3 separate regions of the Hordeum vulgare genome follow, and regions 2 and 3 are each linked to region 1. The links are chromatin contacts, called in public Hi-C maps. All regions are on one chromosome and are shown on one strand. The core of a region is the stretch at or near the end of the contact, and the rest is flanking DNA. Distances in the headings are between cores, read along the strand shown. Region 1 holds the start of LOC123413286 (receptor-like protein kinase HERK 1). Region 2 holds the start of LOC123411388. Region 3 has its middle 260 kb from the start of LOC123413286.

Region 1 (3,319 bases), core at 545-3,044:
TGAACGCGACTCCCGATGCTTGGAGTGGATTTTTCCGATGGCTTACGAGGTTGTGGGGTCGTGGGAGCGAACGGTTCCATGTGGTCCGCTCGAATTGAAGAAATCACTTGGGACGACATAATCAAGGAATATGTCATTCTCTGGAATTAGGTGGTTTCGATTTCTTCGACCATCCAAACATCCGAATGGGTTCTGGGAACGGAACCGACCCATACCGTTTCACTTGATGACATAAAGCAAACATACCCTTCGACGATCACCTTGGCAGGTGAGCAAACTCTCCCTATCCGGCTATAACCACAGACCTTTGACACATGAATCGCAAACATCATAAAGGTGCACCACCGAAAACACACCCAAAAAGACATCAGCCAGCACAACTATAAAAGAAGAGAATCATCCAGCAAGCAGCCACAAAATAGCTTCTTTGTGGCTCCACTCTTGTTGCCTCTGCTCACGAATGATCTCCCTTCAAGGATGTTGGAACCATGTTTAACAGGGGAATTAAAATGTTTTGATTGTTGAGTACTGGTCGCGCTTCTTAGTCCATCCCTAAAGGTATTGGTTCCTTTTCCGGAAATCCCTTTTGGAGCTGGGCCTCCAATGAGGCCTCCAAATTCAACTTTGAAACTTTATCAAAATTCATATTTTTACATTTTAAAAAATCTGAAAAAAATACAGATATACATGAAGATACAACATACATGTGTGTAAATTTTCAGTTTAAAATACATTGAAATGAGGGCTATGCAAAAAAGATAAATCTAGGGTTGTTTAACACATGATACTATTCATCCTCCGATGCCATAAATTTGTCTTTTTCATACAGGTTGCAACTCAAGGTATTTCATCATGAATTTTTACATACATGTGGGTTACATCCTTACATACATGCATATTTTTTTCAGAAATTTTTTAAACCATAAAAAATTGAATTTAAATTTTTCAAAAATAAAGGCCTTCATGGAGCTAGGCCTCCAAAACGCCTCTCTCTTCCTTTTCTTGCTACAAACTTTCATTAGGTTACGTGGAAGAGAAAATAAACATTCAAACTAAAATAAAATAAACTAAAATAAAATAGAGCACAGCATTACCATTTGATTCATCTCGTTTTTTGTCGTGAGACGTGAGGAGCACAAATACCAGGCAGGAACTGAAAATGCGTTGAACAGGGGGATGGGGGCATGCACGCGTGGTATGGTGGTCAAACGAACGCATCGATGAAAATACCGATTTCGTTTTGTGGAGTCAGTCCAGAACGCTTCCGCCCCCCCCCCCCCCCCCCCCACCACCACACGCTCTCTTCATTCAGTGGCGCACCACTCTCCCTCCCTCCCTCCACGAACAGAAGCGATTCTACTTACGGCAGCGATTTCTTTTCCGAAAAAAGAAGAAGAAATGTGCTGTGTTTCGTTTGTCAAAGAGGACCCAAAGGCGCGATCGCTTCTTGGGGTCGAGAAAAGATATGATCATATGACACACTTTTCCAGGCATGTCATGTGGACGGCTTACCGTGCAAGCCACTGTTCCCTCACCGCTGGTTGTGTTGTGTTCCCGTTGCATCCCTCAACTCATGTAAGTGCAGGGAGAAAGCAGGGCTTCGGCTTTGCGCCAAATAGTAACACGGTTAGGTTAGGATTAGGTTCGGGCTGGCCATGTGCATGTGCATGTGCATGATTCCCCAAATTCAGCCACCGCCGAACACCAGCCGCGATGGACGCAATAATCAGACTGGAGAGCTTCCGCATATAACTGAACTAAACTAAACTAAACTAGTAGTCCTACTTAAACTAAATCAAGCTCATCAGCACCGTCTCTGTCAGCTCAGTCTTTGCTGAATCGAACCTAGCTGTTATTATTCCTTCCCAACAAGGTGGCAGCTCACCTCCCTCCCCTCGCCTTAACTCCCGTCTCTCTCTCCCTCCCTCTCTCCAGCCTAGCGTTTTCTTGCTCCGTAAAGCTGAAAACTGCTCCAGGTCCAAGAAAAAAGCCACCTTTATCTCCCCCCTTTCCTTGCCGGCTCGCTCCGGACGGCGGTGACGGTGGTGGGCTCTGCCTCTTCTTGAGGCGCTTCTCCGGAGCATTTGCTGGCCCGGCTCGGGGCTGCTCGGACCCCGGAGGCTGTGGGAGCGGTTGGCGGCGGAGGGGCGTCGATCTCGGCCGGATCTCGGCGAATGCCCGCCGCGGGGCGCTCCGGTGGACCGGGGCAGGTGCGTGCGTCTCGCGGATCCAGCTTCTTCTTTCTTGTGTGTTTTCACGAGCGTGCTGTTCTTGTCGGCCTTCTTCATTTCTGTTGCTGTTTCTTCTTTCTTTCCCCTCCGGATTAATAGCGGTGTGGTTTTTTTTTACCATCTACTCCGTATTAGGAAAGGAAAATCTGTAGGAGTGCTGCTCTTTTCGCTCTGATTTGAAGCTGGCCATGGAAATGCCTTCAACCTCACAAATGGAAGAGTAACGAGATAGTAGAATGCAAGATGCAATCTCCTAGTCGTAGTAGGTAAAAAGGAAAATATATGGAGCAGAAACTCTGAATATTCACATATTCCTCATTATTTTATACGGAGTAGAATAAATTCGGCGCTTGTTGCCAACATCAAGCAGCAACGGTGGTCTGGTCCATACCTCCTCTCAACCTCTCACACCGTCATCTTCTCCCAAATCGGCGCCGCCGAGCACTTACGTACCCCCTGTCTTGGCTGGCGCCGCCCAGCACGCCTCGAGGCTACCATCCAGCATTGGGGAGATACTATTCCCACCTAGACTGATGTCTTCTTGTTAACGAACCCCCGTTGGTCTTGGTCTTTCTCGCTGTGAGCAAACAAATCCAGTTCTTCATTCTGGGAAGTGTGAAGAACGCCTCCATAGTTAGGGTTCGGTTTGCCTTTTTTTTTTAATTGCTTCGTCCTGATCTCAGTGGGGGTCCTATGGTGTGATCCCATGGGCTTAGGACTAGTTCGGTTCGGCATGCGAGTGGATGCCTCTTTTGGCGCTGTTCTGTATATCTGATGTTCTTGCCTTACTATCCGTTATACTTCCTCTGTACCTAGATAATTGTAGTTGCCAGTGTCCTTGTGCTTTACTAATTCCTGAATGTTTCTGCATCCATCTTTGATAAGCTTATTAGAGGATAATAGCTTGAAATTGTACATGCCATCTCAAACATTGTGCACATTTTTTTTGTAACTCAGGTCAACATTATGACGGGGAGGAGGAAGCTGCATGTGGTGACTTTGGCGATCTTGTGTTTCTGGTCATCTGCTGGGGTCTGCAAAGCACAAACAGTGGATTTCAAGCCTGCCGACAGCTACCTGGTTGACTG
Region 2 (3,319 bases), core at 543-3,042, 460 kb after region 1:
GTGGGCATAGATATAAATGGGTTGAAGGGATTTGAAATTACCCGGACAGAGTAAAATGCTTGGCTGACTGATTTGTGCGATCCTGCAATAGCAACCAATATTGGCTGACAGTAACACTGTATTCTGAGCATTTTATTGTGGAAGACACTAAATATGACCACTAAGACACTATTCCTGGTTTTGTCTAGTTAGTTGTTTCCGTGCAAGTAAAATGAAAAGAATATAACTAAACACAAGACCAAAACACAGCTATGAGGATGATGGCATGATGTTACTAAAGCTGAACAGACCTTCATTATACTTTTCAACAGCCAATTAACTATATTAATAAATTGAGACCATTCCAAAAGTGTGAGAAAGATCTACCAATACGTCAACATTTGTTTCCCCCATAAATATTTCCTTCACTTAATATCACAACGTTTTGACATGCAACTGGCAGTATTAGTTCAGGAGAAAATTCTTGGATTGAACTTACGGGGGTGAGTGGAATACTGAGAGAAAGAAAGCTTGGAAAGTTGTATGAAGAGGATTGTCTGGTTCCCTTGGAGGAGTGACATCAATGTCCAGAGGAGAAGAGAATCTATTGCACAATCTGAATAGGATTTTCAGTTACGAATAAGCATTGCTGAAGATTTCTTCATAGATATTATTATTATCCAACACAACATTCAGAAATGTAATCGACAGTATTGTACCTTCCACAGGGTCCACCATTTTCACATTGTGCCCTAGTTCAGCCTAGCAAATCCCAAACAGAAACATGTGTCACCATTCTGCTATTATCTCTCTCAACAGGTACACATTACTTTACATGTTACAATATATCATCCACTTGCAGATTTCAATCTATGATTTTCATTGCTTTGGACGGCGCAACATCCTCGAGCTGCAGTATCTCGGACTGTATGGTTGTCACCCGCTCCAGGACCTTCGGCATGCTTACGAAACGGACGCTGCAATAAAGAAGCATCCATGTAAAAAGAATTGACGCCGCCGTCGGCGTGGGAAGCTGGTAAAGAGACACGAGACGACGAACCTGCCCTTGGTGAACCAGGGTGTGCTGGCCTCTAGATCCGGCAAGATAAGGATGATACGACCTCCATTGGGCATATGGTCCTGGGCGGCCCTGAGGTGCGACACAAAGGGTTCAAGTAGTCCGAAGGCGATTCTCCTTCCTTCCTTTCTCCACCACAACCAAAATACCAACTATACAATACAATGTGAGGGGAGGGGTGGGAGTGGGAGCGACTGTGCTGGGGAGAGGACCGACTCCGGGATCAGGGTCGCCGGTATGTGGGGACGGTGGCGACGGTGGTGGCGGCGGCGATCGATGTGGGACTCGAGAGATGAGGGGATCCACGGAGAAGAAGAAAGAAATCAGGGTTTGTCTGGGTTGGGTATTTCGATGGTGGGCTTTGTGTGGTGCAAGGATCCAAATTAACGAGAAGCCACCGATTTTGCTATGGGAGTAGCTGCCCGAGGACAGTAGACCCACTTAGTTGTTAATCACGAGAATGGGTGGTAATCGTATGGTTAGAAACGATCAGGACACATGATCTGACGGCCAAAAAACAAGGATGTGTGAGAAGGCTGGGATATGGTGCAGTTTTACTATCCTTAGTTAGAGCGATATTTATATCCGTTGAAACGCATAGACATTGTCCTAATTTTTTAAGAAAAAGGATGAACGGAAGAAAAGAAAAAAAAGAAGGCGGTCGCTTTGTTGGGTTGCTGATGCCCACCACACCAGTACATGTCGAGGTCCAACCAGCCGAGCCCAGCCCAGCCCAGCACACAGGACGCACCAATCCAAACCCATTTCCCCTTTGGTCTGGTTCCTGCCCTCCCCACACCGCGTCGCCGCCGTCCGGCTCCTTCTTCTCCGCCTGAACCCAACGGAGCAAGCCTCCAAGCGGAGCAAATCTCTGTCCGTCTCTCTACTGGATCTGGACCGGCTCCCGCGACTCCTCCTCCCTCTGTCGGTAAGGAAGCCCTAATTTTGCTCCAACCTTTTGCGGTGAAGAACCGAACCGAACCGAATCCAGCCCAGAAGGATATCTTTTCTTTGAGAGCGGCTGCTCTCACTTCCCATCCGTAGCGTAGGCAGGGCTGTGGTAACGAGCGGGTTGTGATGTTGCATCCAACGGTGTATCCGTCCATGTACATTCCCACAGCATTTTGGGTGTTTATAAGGACCATTTTCAGAAGGGATTTGGGGACCAAATTGGATTTACTATGTGCCTGTACACGTTTCTTTTACATTATACCCTAATACACAGGTAAACAAGCTTAGGAACCAAATTCTCAGTTTGACCATATTAGCTTAGAAATCATGGCACTTGCTCTTGGATTGTATGCCTTCGATTCCAATCACAATGGTGTAGAGTCTCCCCGTCTCTGAATGAATGCTCACGGGACGGGAGGAAGGACACAATTTCTGGTTATATTGTACCGTATGATCCATGAAGCACTGCATCACAGGGAAGGGGTCCAATTAATGATTCACCACTTGCAATTGCATCGGGTTTCAAATTTTCATACTAGCATTAACCGCAAGGGGGCGGTGCAAGGGTCCAACGTGAATAATAAATTTGCAAGCTCCCAAATATCTAATCATGTTCTGTGTGAACGACTGCACGAGCAATCGTGCCAATTGCCAGTGATACAATAAATTGCATCACGTGTCATTCAAACACTTCAGTGGAGCGGTCTATATAGGTTTTCTCTTTCAACTTACATTTGCTCTATCGAAAGGGAACTGCTCTTTTCCATATGTAGCGTATGGGAAAACATGAAGAGATTAAGCTGGGGCCTTGTTTGCTGCATTTTATCTTAAAAAGTTCAACCAACAAATCTCACACATGGACCATGTGAAGCTTCAGAACAGCATGTTATTTAGATTTCCCTTTCATTGCATCCTTGTTGCTGACAAGTTCCAATTCTATTTTTCACTATGAAGTTGCTAACAAGTAAACAGACCTTGTGAGGTAAGTGATTGTTCAGGTTCATGCTTGTTAGAGTGCCAATTACTGTACAAATGAAAGCTGTCTCAGTAGTTCTTCCTGTTTTTATGTACAAATAATATTTGTTTTTGCTGGAGTGGCTACTCGTCAGTAACACCTATTTTCTTTCGAGAAAAAGTAGCAACCCCTATTTTTCTAGGGTAATACGGAAGTCATATATGAGTTGCTGCTGAATTACGAGTGTTTAATTGTGTAACTGCTAGTCGGTAGAGGGGCGTCAGGTTGAACAAGGAAATAGAAGCCCAATGCCCGTACACTTATTCAGGGTGTGCTTAAATCTCTATATTTATACT
Region 3 (3,319 bases), core at 405-2,904, 260 kb before region 1:
AATATCGACTTGCATGTCGATGCTACGACAACCGCCAGGAGCCATAAGGTTGTCTTTAATCATTGTACGACCTGCGTGTCAATCATTAAGTGCTATGTAATGCTTTACTTTATCGCTAACCGGTAGCAATAGTAGTACACGCATCATTGGCGCGACAACCTTGATGCCAACACGATGATGTGGATCATGATGATGGAGATCATGGTGTTGTGCTGGTGTAACAGCCCATATGTTTTCTTTCCTTAATTGTAAGCCTTTCCTCTTGTGGCAACATTGTTGAACCTATGTTATGGAAGTGATGAGGTGATTGTCATTTCATGTGTTGTCATTCCATGTGCATCTCATGCATCATATCAATTTTGTTTTAGCCTTCTTCTTGTCTACCTTGGTGCTGAGAATTCATGTCGCTAGTGATGTTCTTGTGGAGTGTGGTGTGGGTGCAACTATGACCTCAAAATCTTAGTTGAACCATAGCCCAAAACCCCCTCTCCCTTATATATTTTGAGATATAATCAGTTGCTGTTTTGGGGTTTTAAAAATGCTCATCTTGTTTGCAAGTTCTTTCAAATATATGTGGATGTCAAACATCACTGATTTGAAATAATTTCCCTTTTTGTTTTGATTAAACACGGGCTTATTTAATAAAAAAACAATTAATTTACTTGCTCTAAAAATGCCTCCTCTATTTTTATAAATAGGAGCAGCATTTTAGAGACTCGTATTTATATTTTCTTTTCTCTCCTTTATTCTGTTTTACCTCTCTCTTTTATTCCAAAAATTGATTTGAAAAAGGAAAACCTACTTTATTTAGAAAGAGGGGGAGGCAGATGAGTGGGCTATGCCCATTGCTTCTCTGGCGCTATAGCCCACCTCACTTTCCTTTCTTCCTCCTCCTCACGCCGTTCCCTCCTTCCCCTGCTTTCTGTCAGCCAGCGAGAGAGAAAGAGAGGCCGCACACGCTGTCAGCCGTCCCGTCGCGCCTATTTAGGCCCCTCGACGTGCGTGCCCTGGTAGGGTTTCCCTCCTATCCTTCATCGCGCCGCCAACCCTTCTTCATCCTTCGTCCCCCTCTGCAGGTAAGAGATCCAGGGAGAGTTTCAGAGAAAGGATAGTGGTTCAGAGAGAGAGTTCGTCGCCGACGCTGTCCCTCCCCTCGTCGCCGGTCCTTGCCCGTCGAGTCCAAGCATGTGGGGAGGATGCTGGATCCTCCCTCGTCCCGTTCCCGGCGTTAGGAGGGCAAATCTCCTCCTCCGTCGGCCCCTCCTCATCGACCTCGACAGGAGACGGAAGGGAGAAGTGATGCCGTCGTCGCCCTCGCCTCTTCTTACTCTTCTCGACAGCAAGAGCGACTCCGAGTCCCCCAGGGTGAGCGCCGCGTTCCCCTCTTCTTTCCCCACGCTAGGACCAACCTGAGCGCCGGATTGTCGCCGGCGTTGAGCTCCGCGTGGCCAGTCACAACAACCCCGTAGCACCGTCATTGTGGTCCATCTCCCGCCGCGTTAGTAATGGGAATGGATTCCCCAAGCATCCCGCTTCCCCTGCCGGTAGATGCTCGACGCCGTTGCCGCCTCCCCGCTCGCCGGAGTGGAGGCCTTCTCCTCTGCTGATTCGGCTGGAGGTAGAAGAAGATCCGTGGCCTCGGCATATGGGGAGCAGAACCTCCTTTTGTTCAGACTTCCCCGCGCTAGCCCAGTGGCGCCAGCCCCGCGCCTCCGCCAGGAGGGTGTGTGTTCGAATCCCCCTGGCGTCCCTTTTGTTGATTGATTTAATTTTCCTGTGCATTATGACACCTTACTTCCTGTGGTTCTCCCCATAGTGCAGCACTGAGATGATAGCCCAGTGGTGGAGTAGGTTAGTTCTACCAGGGAAGTGGTGGGTTCGCCCCCCCCTTGGCACCTTTTCTTTGTATTTTGTTTTCCATGTGTATGTGTATGTGTATGTGTGTATGTCTGAGAGGCTGTAGCACATGTAGAGTAGTGTGTGTGTGTGTGAGAGTGGGTCCAAAGGACCCACATGTCATCCTAAGAGAGAGCCATTGCCAAGTGGACCCCTTTTGTTGATTGATTTAATTTTCCTGTGCATTATCAACAGAGACACCTTACTTCCTGTGGTTCTCCCTATAGTGCAGCACTGAGATGATAGCCCAGTGGTGGAGTAGGTTAGTTCTACCAGGGAAGTGGTAGGTTCGCCCCCCCCTTGGCACCTTTTCTTTGTATTTTGTTTTCCATGTGTATGTGTATGTGTATGTGTGTATGTCTGAGAGGCTGTAGCACATGTAGAGTAGTGTGTGTGTGTGTGAGAGTGGGTCCAAAGGACCCACATGTCATCCTAAGAGAGAGCCATTGCCAAGTGGACCCCTTTTGTTGATTGATTTAATTTTCCTGTGCATTATCAACAGAGACACCTTACTTCCTGTGGTTCTCCCTATAGTGCAGCACTGAGATGATAGCCCAGTGGTGGAGTAGGTTAGTTCTACCAGGGAAGTGGTGGGTTCGCCCCCCCTTGGCACCTTTTCTTTGTATTTTGTTTTCCATGTGTATGTGTATGTGTGTATGTCTGAGAGGCTGTAGCACATGTAGAGTAGTGTGTGTGTGTGTGAGAGTGGGTCCAAAGGACCCACATGTCATCCTAAGAGAGAGCCATTGCCAAGTGGACCCCTTTTGTTGATTGATTTAATTTTCCTGTGCATTATCAATAGAGACACCTTACTTCCTGTGGTTCTCCCTATAGTGCAGCACTGAGATGATAGCCCAGTGGTGGAGTAGGTTAGTTCTACCAGGGAAGTGGTGGGTTCGCCCCCCCCTTGGCACCTTTTCTTTGTATTTTGTTTTCCATGTGTATGTGTATGTGTGTATGTCTGAGAGGCTGTAGCACATGTAGAGTAGTGTGTGTGTGTGTGAGAGTGGGTCCAAAGGACCCACATGTCATCCTAAGAGAGAGCCATTGCCAAGTGGACCCCTTTTGTTGATTGATTTAATTTTCCTGTGCATTATCAACAGAGACACCTTACTTCCTGTGGTTCTCCCTATAGTGCAGCACTGAGATGATAGCCCAGTGGTGGAGTAGGTTAGTTCTACCAGGGAAGTGGTGGGTTCGCCCCCCCCCCCTTGGCACCTTTTCTTTGTATTTTGTTTTCCATGTGTATGTGTATGTGTGTATGTCTGAGAGGCTGTAGCACATGTAGAGTAGTGTGTGTGTGTGTGAGAGTGGGTCCAAAGGACCCACATGTCATCCTAAGAGAGAGCCATTGCCAAGTGGACCCCTCTCCATGTATATTTTATTTCCCTAAGTGTTGCATTGTTATTTTCATGCCCTGTTT

Evidence for each region. Hi-C and Micro-C count contacts between places; a contact is called where the count stands out from the background.
Region 2: a contact with region 1 is called in a Hi-C map of seedling, with 4 times the contacts expected there. The contact joins the promoter of LOC123411388 here to the promoter of LOC123413286 in region 1. A contact is called at or near these places in 2 of 6 Hi-C or Micro-C datasets (leaf and seedling).
Region 3: a Hi-C map of seedling shows a contact between it and region 1, with 2.8 times the contacts expected there. The contact joins the enhancer-like site here to the promoter of LOC123413286 in region 1. A contact is called at or near these places in 1 of 6 Hi-C or Micro-C datasets (seedling) and 1 of 1 datasets of contacts at active chromatin or transcription factors (embryo).

The regions. Positions count from the first base shown.
Region 1 is chr7H:469,301,350-469,304,668 of MorexV3_pseudomolecules_assembly, forward strand. LOC123413286 (receptor-like protein kinase HERK 1) reads left to right here and starts at 1,795. Exons shown (of 2, transcript XM_045106226.1): 1 at 1,795-2,210; 2 at 3,189-3,319. The coding sequence starts at 2,175.
Region 2 is chr7H:469,756,862-469,760,180 of MorexV3_pseudomolecules_assembly, forward strand. LOC123411388 reads left to right here and starts at 1,793. Exons shown (of 2, transcript XM_045104327.1): 1 at 1,793-1,985.
Region 3 is chr7H:469,044,802-469,048,120 of MorexV3_pseudomolecules_assembly, forward strand. No RefSeq gene overlaps it. Among protein-coding and RNA genes, the nearest start is that of LOC123413286, 260 kb to the right of the region's middle. Within about 2 kb of position 1,655, at least 2 of the 3 cell types and tissues checked have open chromatin away from gene starts, as enhancers often do. A contact at or near this core is called in seedling, where this site is marked.